Linked DNA regions of Sus scrofa: region 1 is linked to region 2. Evidence: chromatin contacts called from public HiChIP or PLAC-seq data. All regions are on one chromosome and are shown on one strand. Each heading gives the region's core, a stretch centred on a gene start, on an enhancer-like site or on the middle of the called end of the contact. The rest is flanking DNA. Distances are from core to core; before and after follow the strand shown.

Region 1 (6,460 bases), core at 3,094-5,593, 240 kb after region 2:
TAGAGGAGCCGGGTCATGTTCCCCAGGGAGGTTCCCATCTGGGCTGGGGTGTCACCGGGCTGGAGCAGAGAGGGCATGGCTGGCCCAGTGTCACCAAGAGTCCTGGCTTTTGGGTGACCCCAGAAGACCATGTGGTGTGTCTCTCACATCCCTCCTAGGCTCACAGAGTGTGTGTGTGTCACCCAGTGAGGACTGCAGGTAGGGAGACCAAAGCCACAGCTTCCCAGGATGGCCTTGCCTATGAGACTTGGCCCAGGACCTGTTGGCTATCCACAAGGTCCAGGTCCTTGGTGACCTGACAGCACCCCCCAGGGGAATATTCATCATGTAGGAAGCCTGGGTAGGGGACACTGCCACGTCTGTGTCTCCAGGACTAGTGCCAGAAGGGTATCCCCTTCCACATGGGACTCCCCACCTGTAACCTGCTCATCTCTGAACGCTGAGGTCCCTGGGGGCTCCCTCCTGACCAGCAGGAGGCCTGGTCTCCTGAAATTTCCCTGCACCTTGAAGGTGCCCTGTGCAGGTGACAAGAGCACACCTGGTTTGTCAGGTGTTTAGTGGATGCTCCCCAGTGCCCAATGAATCTTGGCAGCAATCCTGAGGGAGTGTTGCTATTATTGTTTCCCCAGGGGATAGGTCCCAGCGAGTTCCTGTCGTGGCGCAGTGGTAATGAACCCAACTAATATCCTAATATCTATGAGGATGCAGTTTGGATCCCTGGCCTCGCTCAGTGGGTTAAGGATTGGGCATTGCCATGAGCTGTGGCGTAGGTCACAGACTTGGCTCAGATGCTGTGTTGCTTGGCTGTGGTGTAGGCCAGCATCTACAGCTCCAATTCGACCCCTAGCCTGGGGACTTCCACATGCTGTGAGTGTAGCCCTAAAAAGACAAAAAAAAAAAAAAAAACAAAAACAAAAACAAAAAACCCTGGGGAGAGGACCTCTACCTGGCCCAAAGCCACTGTCTGTGTCCTCGCTCTGCAGTCCCCGTACCAGCGTGTGGGGTGTGTCTAGGACACAACCACAGCTGGGTCGCCGTGGGCTGCCATTACCATTGCCAAGTTACTCCAGTCTTTGTGTGTGTGCTTGGTCCTGTTAAAGGTGTCTGGAGCCCCGAGCTGACTGTCCTATTTGAGGGAAGGACTCCATCTCACTGACCTCAGCCACACACGTGTATCCACCAGCCTTGAGCCTGCTTCATGCCTGCCCTTCCATCACCAGAGGCTTCAGGTCCCTCGGGCTTCGTTCCCTTTCAAGGCCTGAGCCTGGGCCAAGGCCCACATTCCTGCATCCCTGGCCTGCAGGTGCCCCGCCTAGTGCCAGCCAGCTCCACAGATGGAGTCTGACAACTGGAAAAGGTGGAAGAGGACTCTGGGGACAGTAACCCTGGCTTCGAATCCTGCAGTGGGCCCTTGGGCGGGTGGTCCTGCCCTTCTGAGCCTCAGTTTTCTCTGCATAAAATGGAGCAGCAGTCGTAACTCCCCGAGGGGAAGGGTGTGATTGTCATGCTTGTCAGCATGTAGAAGACAATTTGATTTCACAGAGAAAGAATCTGGGACGGGGCGGGGGGGACCTGAGTGCCTTTCCTCACACATATTGAAAGTCACCACACAAAGCAGCCAGTGTAGTGAAGCGTAACGACATTCACGTAAACACAGTAGCTTGTTCTAGGCCTGAGCAATCTTAATGTCAGGAAATGCAATCATATTTTACTAGCTCTGAAAAAAAAATGACTAAAATCACAGAGTTAAATAGAGCTTGGACAGAATCTGTGAACGCTGGCAGGGGGTAGGATAAAGGGATAATGTGCCAATGAGGGAATTTACGCTCTGGGGGAGCAAACACTGGCCTGTGTTCGGTGCAGGCCGATAATAGGAAGACAAGCCCCAAATTAAACAAATGTGAATGAAATTCTCTGTGTGCAGATGGAGCAAATATATCAGTACAAATGGGTACAGAGCAAGCAGCAAAATGTAATAAATTGCAATGAGTCTGACGTGGAGCCACAATTCAGGCAAATATTTCAGGAAATACAGGAAGAGGCATAGGGCAAAATAATAACTTTGACAGAGTGCCAATGTCATGTTCATGGATGAAATGAAAACAAACATTTCACTGCATGTCTGTAGGAGAAGGGGCGCAGGAGGAACTCAAGGAGGCTCTCTGGGAAGAGCTGGACCACAGGAATGTGCAAAGAGGGGGGGGGCCTGAGATGGCCAGGCTGGCCACTCACCAGGGTCTGTGGCCTGGCTGCTTCTTCCTTGAAGCCCCTGGCCTTGCTGACTGGCCCTCCTCAGGGGGGTTGACCAGCAAGTGACTGCCACATGACCAGGTCCCCTGAGGTCTGGCCCTCTCAGATCTGCCTCAACCTCCTGAGCTGGAGGACAGGGGTCCAGGGCTGACGTGAGGTGAGGAACCCAGTGCGACCTCCCCGCACGAGGCAGGGCTGAACATACTCCTGTGGACTGACCACCACATGACTGTGCTGCCTCCTCTGTGAGGTTGGCCTGGAACTTGCCTTGACCTTGTCAGCTGTGTTTTGCCTTAGACTCTATCCTTTATTTCTTGAGTCAGAGCAGAGATGGAGAGACAATGTGCGGGAAGTTCAGCCCATGAGCTGACCTGGCATTTCACATGTGCAATCATTTTGCCAAATGTGGACAATTATCAACCTTCTTCATTATCAGTGCAGTGAACCGTGGTACAGCTGGTGGTGCCACGGTACCCTCACCACTCTGGCCACTAAAACAAGCACATTAGAGTGATGTCACTGGCAGGGGCAGACAAAATCCAGATTATCCTGGAAATGGGCTGAGCATGGTACCAGGCTGGTGGGGAGGGTTGGAGTCGGGTTCAGCTCCAGCCCTGTGTGTTGGCTGGGAGCGCAGACTCACACCGACTGGTGTGTATATCACCAGGTACCTGCGAAACTGCTCAGCTGCACTTTGTCTTGACATGTGTTCCTGGGGGGAATGCTGAGGACTGGGGACCTGGGTTCAATCCTGGTAACAGGTGCAGATGCTCTTGAGGGAATGCAGCCCAGGCCAGCTTGATGTGTCCAGCAGAGAAGAGACATGGCACCAATGGGGTGTCTGCATAGAAAGCAGGAGCCAGGGTGCCGGGTGTGGGCTGGGCATGATCCAAGGGGGCTCAGGGCTCAGGGCAGGGCCTGGAGGATGAGTCTCCAACCCAGTCACCAGCCTAGGGCCTGGCATCAAACTTCCCACGTCACAGGTGCTCCTTCTTTCATTCAGTAAAGACACCTCGTGGGGCATTTGGGGAGGGACACAGCAGGAGGCAGAGACAAGTGTAAAAAGAGGGAGCTGTCAGGTCAAGTTGGTGCCCAGCTGACCCTGAGGAAGAGGGAAGGAGCTGGGTGCAGGGGGAGGGACAGCAGATTGACCTACACAATGAGAGGTAAGGTGGGTGTAGGCAGGGCCTAGCTGAGAGGGCTGATGAGCCAGGCTGAGCCCTACAGTCTTGTCCAGGTGGCAGCAAGGAGTCCCTGAATGGCTTTCGGGAGGAGGAAGTTCATCCAGAAAAGGAAATGGGGGGGTGACCATGGCCAGCTGCCAAGGCTGGCCTACTCTTGGCAAACTAGGTTTCTGAACTGTTGAAGGGATCCCCAAGTTCTGCTCCTGGGTCTTAACCACCTGCCCCCTGTGTCTCCCTTTCAACTTCAAAGGGGAGGGGGGCGGGGGTGGAGGCGGGGGCGGCAGGAGGAAACCTGTGACCAAGTCTAGAAGCCTCCTCAATGCAGGGTGTGAAGATGGTACCCCCTGGAGACATCAGCAAGGTCTGGGAGAGAGATGCCCCTGGCACCTAGCGGTTAGAAGCCTGGGGTGCTGATCAACGTCCTGCATACACAGGACCACCCCACAATTATACACTCCAAAGTGCCAAACAGGTTACTGTGTCCAGGACACCGAGATGCGTGGAGCACCCAGCAAATGAGGTGAAACAGGTGAGCAAGGTGGGGGGTGAGGTCAGCTCCGAGTGAGGTCACACCTACAGTCAGACCCAGGCGTGCATTTGTGCGATGTTGGTGGGAGGCGGAGTTCCAGTGGTGCAGGTGGAGGCCGGTCAGCCAAGGAGGCAGGGTCTCCTAGGGGGTGCGGCCACCAGCTGAGAAGGCGGGGCTTTCAGGGTACTGGGCGCACGTGGCCGCCCCTTGGTGGGCGGGGCCTGCCAGTGGATGCGCACCGTTGGGCAAGGCGCGGGATGAAGCCTCTGGGTAGAGGGCGTAGCTCGAAGCTCAGGGTGCGGCAGGGAGAGGACGCGGGCGGGGCTGAGAGCCGGGGCGGGGCCGAGCGCAGGGCGGGGCCGGCGGCGGGTACTTAAGCAGCCGGCGGCTTGCCCTCAAGCCCAACCATGGGTCTGAGGCGGGTACTCTCTGTTCTGCGCTCCGGCCTCCCCCGCCGCGCCCCACTGTCTACGGCGCCGGCGACTCGCGAGCAGCCTGCCGCGGGCCCGGAAGCCGAGCGGGGACTTGGGGCGGCCGAGGCCGCGCGGCCCCCAGTACCCGCTGTAGACTTCGGCAACACGCAGGAGGCGTACCGGAGCCGGCGCAGCTGGGAGCTGGTGCGAAGCTTGCTGGTGCTGCGCCTTTGCGCCTCTCCCGCTCTGCTGGCGCGCCACGAGCAGGTGCGCGGGGGGCGGGGGGGTGTGCAGGAGGGACGCGCGGATAGGGCCCCGCGGGCGTTTCTGCCGGTTCTCGGTGCCTCTATGAAGTTTCGAAGTGGAAAGCAGGGTCGCTGGAGCATCGCTTGTAGCCGGGAAGTCAGGAAGGGAGGTGTTTCCTGCATTCCCTCTCAGGCCCTTAAATTTTACTGTGTCAGTTACTAGCAACTACAAACAAAGACTAGTTTAAATTTTCACCTAAAAGGTAAAATTGAGTGTTGTCCATGTCGCCCGCAGGGAAGCTTGGTTGTGTTGAAGGACTCATAGCCTAGGACCCCAGAGTTCTAGGAAGCCGTGACCCAAGGGATCCCCAGAAGTGGCCACTCTGAACAGTGTTGAGGGAAACTGGGAATTTTCCTGAATATGCAGCCTTTGAAACTTTAATACAGTATTTAGAAAAGTATGAGAGCTTGGGAGGAAGTAAAAAGCAGAAGTGTCTTAGTCACTTCTGATCCTGGGAACAGTTTAAAAGTCAGAGTCCAGTTGATGTGGAGGGTCTGGAAAGCTTTTCATGCATTGGTGTTGACTTCTCAGTGAGACTGTGCTGAGGGCATGTGGGCTGAGGGAGAGGCTCTGGAGACATCTGGAAGAAGCAACGAGCCACACCTTGGGCATAGGTGAATGTGAGGCCACGTGGGTGAGTGGTGAGGTCTAAAGTTGGGTGGCTCTGAGGGGGCCAAGTTCAAAATCAGAGAATCTAGCAGAGCTGGGGCCCTGGGGTACTGTGGGAGATGGTGGGAGGGACATGTCAGCTCCACTGTCCCTTGGGTGCCTGCCTGGGACAAGTGCCAGTGCCATGGGTGCCTGGAGGAGCAAGGAGGCTCCTCCCAGGCTCCTCTCTGTCCTGTGTGCCCTGGGGACATCCTTAAGAAGCCCAGTAACTGTGCTGGGTCCTCTGCCTGCCCTCTGTGGGACCTGTTCCACTGGTGACAGTGGTCTTGGGGCCTGGTGCTGGAGGGATTGGGACAGAGGCCAGCTGCAGTGTTGTGGGCCCCTTACCAGAGTACCTCCTCCTTGTACTCTGGCCTGCAGCAAGAATTCCTCCTTCTGAGTCAGTGCAGGTCTGTGCAGCTCCTGCCCAGGGGAATGTCAGCCTGCAGGAGGAGCCCAGTTGGAGCTGTGGCATTGGCTCAGGACCCAGTGGGGGGCCTGCACTTGCCAGGAGGCTGTTCTTTTTGAGAAGGGTTTAGAAAATCCAGGTCTTCCAGGATGAAAGGCTCTATGCTTGGGTGTGAGCCAGTGCTGGAGTGTGTGAGAGAGGGGGATGGGCCCTGGGGGGGTGGGGGGTTTAGGGAGGAGAGAACCGGCTTTACCCGTCCTCCTCACTCTGCAGGCATCTCTTGGAGCCTTTTATAATGAAAATGAGTGTTTGTGTTTCTAGTTCAAGTTACTAAATTCATGAAGGATGCTCCTTTCTGGAGAAGAGGTGGGACCACCCTGGCCTCAGTTAGTGCCACCCTGGGGGATGCCTGATGCGGGGGTGGTTTTACAGGGACTGCTTTGCTCTGGAGTTGGCTTAAAACTGCCAGCCCTGCCCCAGGTGCTTCCATAGCCCTCTGTGACTGGCTGGCCTCCCCTTAGCCAGGGTGAGAGGGTGAGAGGTTACTCCGGTAGCCTTCGCTGTGGTTCCCTTTGAGCCCTGCCTCCCTTTGGGAATCATTAGGTCGCCAGCCCATGACCCCTGGACCACATCCCAGCATCAGCCTTGCTCCTCCACCTTTGATGGGCATTGGCTAGGGCTGTTTTCATGCTAGTTGGGTAGTTACAACAGACACACAGCC
Region 2 (6,704 bases), core at 2,771-5,270:
TGTGGTGGTGTCGAGGTGTCCCAGGGGGTGGGGAGACAACTAAAAAGGTCTCCATACTTTGCCAAACATCTGGAGGCCCAGCGTTGCCCCTGGGGCGAGAGCCCCACCCAATAGCTCCCGAGGCCTGTGGGCTCCAGGGAGCTCCCAACACAAGGAGCAGGAAGGCCTGGGCAGGCCAAGTACTCACCAGCTGTGCAGGGCTGGCTGGGCCACCTCCCAGCCGTAGTGGGGGGCATCGCGGATCACGCCCCCCAGAAGGGCTGCCTGGTGCATCAGCTTCTTGGGGATGCAGCCAACATTCACGCAGGTGCCACCGAGGCCCCACCTGGTGCCTGGCGGGAGACCATATTCAGACTGCCCTCCCTGTCCTACCACCATCCTGAGCTGTTTGATCCAATGCAGCCCAGGTGACCCTGCTACATGGACCTGCCCTCTGCATCTGCCCTCAGACTGGGTTTCAATAAGCAGGATGAGGAACCCCAAAGTAATGGCAGCTTCCAGGAGAAGCAGGACACCCTATCATCAGCCCCCCTCCCTGGACACGTGGCTCCCGGCTGGACTGCCTACCTCGGGGCGAAGGGCTCACATAGTCCACCACAGCCACCTTCTTCCCCAGCTGGGCGGCTGGAAAGGCAAGAGAAGCGGGCAGGTGGGCATGACTGGAGGAGCTGATTTGGGGCTGGGGAACCCGGGATGGGGGGGCAGGGAGGATGGGTCAGCAGCTCCCATGGGCAGACACCTTGACCTCCTCCTGACCACTGTCTTTGTACTGCCCCCGCCACGGCAGCTCCAGGCCCACCCTCCTCCCCCCACCCCTCCCCTCCCCAAGTTCCAGGCCCAGAAGGTCAGCACCTTCCCAGGGCCCACCCCAAAATGCTCCCTGGGGGGCATCATGGGTTGGGGGTGGGGGTAGGCCCCAGCTCTATCAGGTACATGTAAAATAGTGAGGAGGGGGAGGGCGAGATGAGGGAGGGAAGCGCTGGACCGTGGGTACAGGAGGCAGGTCCCAGGCTGGGACAGGAGCTAAGGAGGCAGGCTCTGGTGGGCTATGCTGACTGCTGTGTGCTGCACAGATAAGACAGCTGGGGCTCACAGGGACCAGGGCACAGTCCAAGGCTATTGGGGTGGCTCTGGAGGCTGCTGGGCCAGCTGCAGAGACAATGCATTCAGCTTGGGGCTGCATAGGGCGCACCCCCACACAGCCCTGGAGAGCCCCCCTGCCCTTTCCAGGGGTTTGGAAGCCTGGGACACAGGACACCTACCTTCCTTGGCACAGGCCAGGCCGCCGGATCCTCCGCCAATCACCAGGAGGTCGTAGCATTGCTGCCCTGCTTGGGTGAAGGGGAGAGGTGAACAGGCAGGACCAGGAGGAGCCTGGGCACATCCTGGAGGCAGGCAGCTCTGTCCCATCGCGGGTGATGGGGGCTCCACTCTCTGGGATCAGAGAGCTACCCTATGATGGCAGGAGGCATGTTGTCTGCCCAGATGCCAAGACTATGTAGGGCCAAAGCCAGCAGGGCTATAACCACGCCCACGATGTCAGGAAGGCAATTTCACTGGCAGGACTGCCCTGAACTCAACTTCATCCAATGTCTGAGCATACGCTGTATGCTCACTTGCGTTGAGTCCACTTGTCTTTCAGTTGTAAAGGTCACCCTTGGTCATAAGTCTGGTGGCCCTTGCAGTGGGAGTAAGGCCAGGCCTCTGAGTGCCCGCAGGACTGGGAGTGCAGCGACTCTGAACTGCCTTGGGGCTTGCATTCTCCACCCCTGTCCCCAGCACAGAGGTGGCTGGAGCCTCTCCTGCCCTGCAGGTGTTACCTGTTTTTCCTGCAAATGCTGGCGCAGGAGGGGTGGTGAGGACAGGTATGTCCCTAGGGGGGACAGCCTGTGAGAGCTCCGGGCCAAGGCAGGGGTCAGGGCACCCAGCACCAGGCCTGCTCCCCCTGGAGGGAGGAAGGCATCACAGAAAATCATCAGGTCATGGGGAAGGAGGGGAGGAAGGTGGAGGAAGCTGGGGGCTGCGTCCAGGTCCACCCTCTCCATTGCCCATGCTGTGGGGGAGGCTCTGACCAGGAGAATATCCCTACCTTCCATGGCAGGTGCCTGTCCTTCCTGCCGCCACAGCAGGGCCCCTGCTGCATCTCCGTGCCCCACGGCCCCACTCTATCAGGCAGAGGGCAAAGCAAGCAGCTGGCCCCAGGGATTGTGGGCTTATCTTTGGCGGTTTGTTCTCCCCACGGTGTACGCCCAGGAGCCCTGTTAGTCTGATAAACACTTGGAAGAGGCAAGAAATCTGCCCTTAAACACCTGAGAGGGTCTGAGGAAACTGTCAATGGGGAAGGGTCCTAAAGGACCCCCAGGCAGGCAGGGTAGGCACTGCCCTTAGGGTGTCAGCTGGAGATGTACCCACTCACACCATGGGGCGCCATAGGGCACCTCACAACCACTCCTCTTCCCTGCACACAGGGCTCAGCCTGAAAAGGTCTGTCTTGCCCTATATCCTGAACTCACTTTCCTTTAATTTTCTGCTCCCCTCTGAACCTGGTGCCTGATTTGCAACCAGCAAAGAGCAGCCCAGCAAGTAGGGCCAGGTTGCTGAGGGAATGGTGTTTTGGGGAAAGTAGAAACTCCTGGGTGCCCACAGGCCACTGCAAGCCAGCTTGGGGAGCATCCACACAGCTGTCCTCCTTCCATGCTCTTTCCTGGCAGCAGAGGTTACGGGAATGGTGAAAACCAGCAGCACGGTCACTCCAGTTCCTGTTCAGGGGCTACATCGGCCACCCCCATGCTGGACAGAGCAGGTGTCTTCCTGCTCAGAGGAGTTTCCGGCCTAAAATGGAAGCTGAGGCTTAAAATCAGACCCTGGAGTCCTTGCTGGGTGTTGGCACCATCCCCCCACCCTGTGAGCTCCTACTCGCCCTGGCCCTGGGGCTCCCCTCTGGCCTTGAGTGTGGAGACAGAAGCCAGGGTCAAGTTCTCCTACCAGCCTGCAGGGCCTGGGCTTGACTGCAGCTGCATAAGGGCTTTTAAACATTGCAAAGTTCCGGTGTGACATGTGCAGCAAGGTCCTTAGGGCCAGCAAAGCCACTGAAAGCAGTGCTCCGTCCCCACCTCCTGAGCTGGTAACTGCCTCCCCAGACTCTGCAGGGCTACCCTAGCCCTGCTCCCCAGGCCACGGAGGCACAAGGCTGGCCAAAGGCCAGCCACTCCTCCCCTGGGCACCATCTCTGGGAAGGAGCTCTTTGCTTGTCCCTCTTCCAGCCCCTCAGCACTCACTCCCTGTGGGGTCATCCAGGGGTGAGGTCTGGGGGGTGGTCCCTGTTCAGGTATGTGGTGGGGAGCATGCATCATGCTTGCGGTGGCCCACTGCCATGGCAGTTATGGTGGTCCTATGGTCTGCTCTGAGGGAGCCAGTCCTGCAGGGCTGGCCCCAACCCTCCCCTGTGCCCAGCCCCCCTCCCCTTGCTTACAGTTATGGGATCTCCATCTGGTTTGGCCCAGGACCCTTGATAGCTCAGGAGGTCCAGCAGCCAGTCCTCTCCTCCCCTAGAGCCCCCATAGGGCAGTGAAGAGCCACAGCACCAGCAGAGCTCAACACGTGGGTTCCCTTGGTCCCCTCTGTGACTCCCTGCCTGTGCATGTATTGAGCACATGCTGCTGTGTGGCGCTAGGACTGGGCAGGAGGTGGCGAGATCTGGCACGTGGGGTGTGCAGGGCACCCGCACGTGGTGGCCTTGCCATTATCACCTCTGCCAGGACTCTAGTTAACGCTGGGCTGGGGGACCAGGCAGTGGTCACTCCGCTCGGCAGGACCTGCGGGAGACCCCCTCCTCCCCCGCGAGGACTCCCGCCCTAGCCCCGACCCCCTCTCAGACCTCCGACCCCACGCCCGTTCCGCCCCGTCTGCCCCCGCAGGACCTGCTGCGCCCCGCGCCCCTCCCGGCACGACCCGCAAGCGCCACCGGAAGAGCCCGGCAGGTCCCCGCAGCGCCGCCATCGTCTCAGCAGCCGCAGCCTTTGGGTCCTCGGCCAGACCGGGCTGTCTGCCGCGCTGCCTGCACGGACGGCTGCACAAGGTGGGTGCGCCCGCGAGGGTCCACCAGGTGGGGTCCAGACGAGGAGTGGGCGTCTGGGGCCGATCAGGGCGCCTCGGATGTCGGGGAGAATTAGGACTCTGGTGGAGTTCCCCCTGGGGTGGGGTTCTCCGGACCTGGATGGGGGTTCGGACCTGGGATGGGGATCTCCATACTTGGGGTGGAGGGGGTTCTCCGGACATGGGGCGGGGACGGGATCCCTGGACATGGGGAGGCTCCCACCCGTGGTGGGGTCTCTGACCTGAGATGGGGTCTCTGACCTGGGGTGGGGGCTCTGGACATGAGGTGGGGTCTACTGATATGGGGGCCGGTGGTGGGAGGGAGGGGGAGTCGTGGTGCAGGTCCACTTGGTCACAGGGGCCACTACAAGCCTCCAGGACTCAGACCTTGGGGTTGAGGGTGGCTTCTGGGAGAGCTTGGACCTGGACCAGGTTTCAGAATCAGAGTCTGACTCACTGCCCTTGACCTCTGGAGGGAGACAACTGTGGGGTATGGTCAAGGGGCCTAACCACCTCCCAGGGGCACTGCTGGCAGGCCCTGGACTGCCCTGGGCCTTTCCTTTCAGCAGATTGGCTGCCCCACCAGGAAGGGGAAGCTGGGGTATGACCTGCCCCAGACCAGCCTTTTAGGCTTTTCCAGCCGGATTCCTGAATACTGCTGCTTGCCAGGGCTTTCCACTCCTGGGGCATCCTTGAGGCTTGCCCGAAGACTGGAGTTAGGAGAACACAGCAGACTCTGGTAACTGCACAGTAGAGGAAGGACTTGAATCCCTCTAGACTTACTCAGAGAGGGCTGGGCCTTTAAAAGGAGGGTGGGGGAGTTCCCAGGGTGGCCCAGCGGAAATGAATCTGACTAGGATCCATGAGGGCGCAGGTTGGATCCCTGGCCTTGCTCAGTGGGTTAAGGAGCTATGGCTACGACCCCTAGCTTGGGAACCTCCATATGCCGCAGGGCAGCCCTAAAAAAAAAAAAGAAAAAAGAAAGAAAAAGAAAAAGAAAAAAAGATAAAAGGAGAAATGCGGCAGACATTGAGGCTTGAGAGAGTCAGGGAGTGAAAAATTACAAAAAGTGGAAAGAGACCATGGTCCATGTGACACCCATTTACACAGTAGCTGGAATTTGGGCTCCTGCCTTCCTGCAGAAGCTGGGAGGTGCGGCTACAATGGTTGCTTTCTTTGCAAGCAGTAAGTGTTGGCAGGCATCTTGGGAGGCTGGGCTACCCTGCAGAAGTGGCCTTGAGCTTTGTGGCACAGTTAGTGTTTGTTCCAGTCTTTATAGGAGGCCTTTATAGGTGGAGAAGAGGGCTCTGAGGGGCCTGGTTGGGGTCTGTCAGGGAGAATCTCATTGCTGAATGGTTGGAGCCAACAGTAAACCCTGTTTTTGAGTCCTGAGGTCAGCCAGTTGAGAAGATTTCGGATGTTCAATTCTCAGCATCTTTAGTTGGTGGGATGAGGCCATAGTGGCAGCCAGATGGATTTCCTGGCTTGCAGTGTGAATATCTGTGCTGATGGCATAGACATCAGAGTTGCAGGCAAGCCCGTGTCCTGGTGCAGAGCCCAAGGGACATGGGATTTTTGATGGCTGAATGTAATGGCCCACATGTGACGGGTGGTGGTGAGGGGTTCTCTGAAGTTCCTGCCACCTGGTCTGCCTTCAGCTTTCAGGACTTTGTCAGACCCTGAGGGCAGGGCAGCTACAGGACACCCAAATCCAGGAAGGTTCTGAGCAGTCGGCTTTTAGTTCTTAGTGACACTGAGCCAGAGGGAGGGAGGAAAATGGGGAAAATGAATATTTGGAGAGTTGTAGCAGATATTGAGGAAACAGAAAGAACTGGGGGTTTGGTGAGGGGCAACAATGTGAGGTGACAGTGCAGTCTGGTTTACATGTCAGACCTCAGACACGAAGGACAGGCCTGGACCCTTATGACCCACAGTTTGTATTATTTTCTCCACTGGGACAAAATTGCTCTCTGTGGTCATTTCCCTTTTTGTTTTTTTGTTTTTTGTTTTTTTGTTGTTGTTGTCTTTTCTAGGGCCACTCCCGCAGCATATAGAGGTTCCCAGGCTAGGGGTCTAATCGGAGCTGTAGCCACTGGCCTACGCCACAGCCACAGCAACGCGGGATCTGAGCCTCATCTGCAACCTACAGACGACCACTGGCCTACACCACAGCTCACGGCAACGCCGGATCCTTAACCCACTGAGCAAGGCCAGGGATCGAACCCACAACCTCATGGTTCCTAGTCGGATTTGTTGACCACCGAGCCACAACAGGAACTCCCATTTCCCTTTTTGGTCGAAGGTAATCACAGTCATGTTTTTGTTTACAAAATAGTTCAGGTCTCCCTAGACTTGGGCTGATTATTCATATAAGTGCACCGAGAATAATAGTTGACACAGAGCCTTTTTTAAAGTTCGCTCAGTGTAGGTTTTTACAGGGAATCTCAGATTGGACTTCAAAAGTTTCCATGGCTAGGAAATCCAGTCAGGAATGTGCCATCACACTTCACCTGTAGACTTGGTGAACAATTCCTTGTAGAATTCCTCTCTGCTCAAGCCCCCCCCCCCAATTTGCAGGATATTGGGCCTGCAGAAGGTGACCTATTTTG

Evidence for each region. HiChIP or PLAC-seq counts read pairs in DNA pulled down with a chosen protein or histone mark.
Region 1: an H3K27ac HiChIP or PLAC-seq map of alveolar macrophages shows a contact between it and region 2. The contact joins the promoter of LOC110256626 here to the promoter of TXNRD2 in region 2. A contact is called at or near these places in 2 of 47 Hi-C or Micro-C datasets (retroperitoneal adipose tissue and subcutaneous adipose tissue) and 1 of 2 datasets of contacts at active chromatin or transcription factors (alveolar macrophages).

What each region holds. Positions count from the first base shown.
Region 1 is chr14:51,620,576-51,627,035 of Sscrofa11.1, forward strand. It overlaps LOC110256626 (proline dehydrogenase 1, mitochondrial), which reads left to right and starts at 4,344. Exons shown (of 14, transcript XM_021072532.1): 1 at 4,344-4,643. The coding sequence starts at 4,371.
Region 2 is chr14:51,381,076-51,387,779 of Sscrofa11.1, forward strand. It overlaps TXNRD2 (thioredoxin reductase 2), which reads right to left and starts at 4,021. Exons shown (of 18, transcript NM_001168702.1): 1 at 3,921-4,021; 2 at 1,263-1,328; 3 at 568-624; 4 at 188-332. The coding sequence starts at 3,999. It also overlaps a transcript of COMT not described here.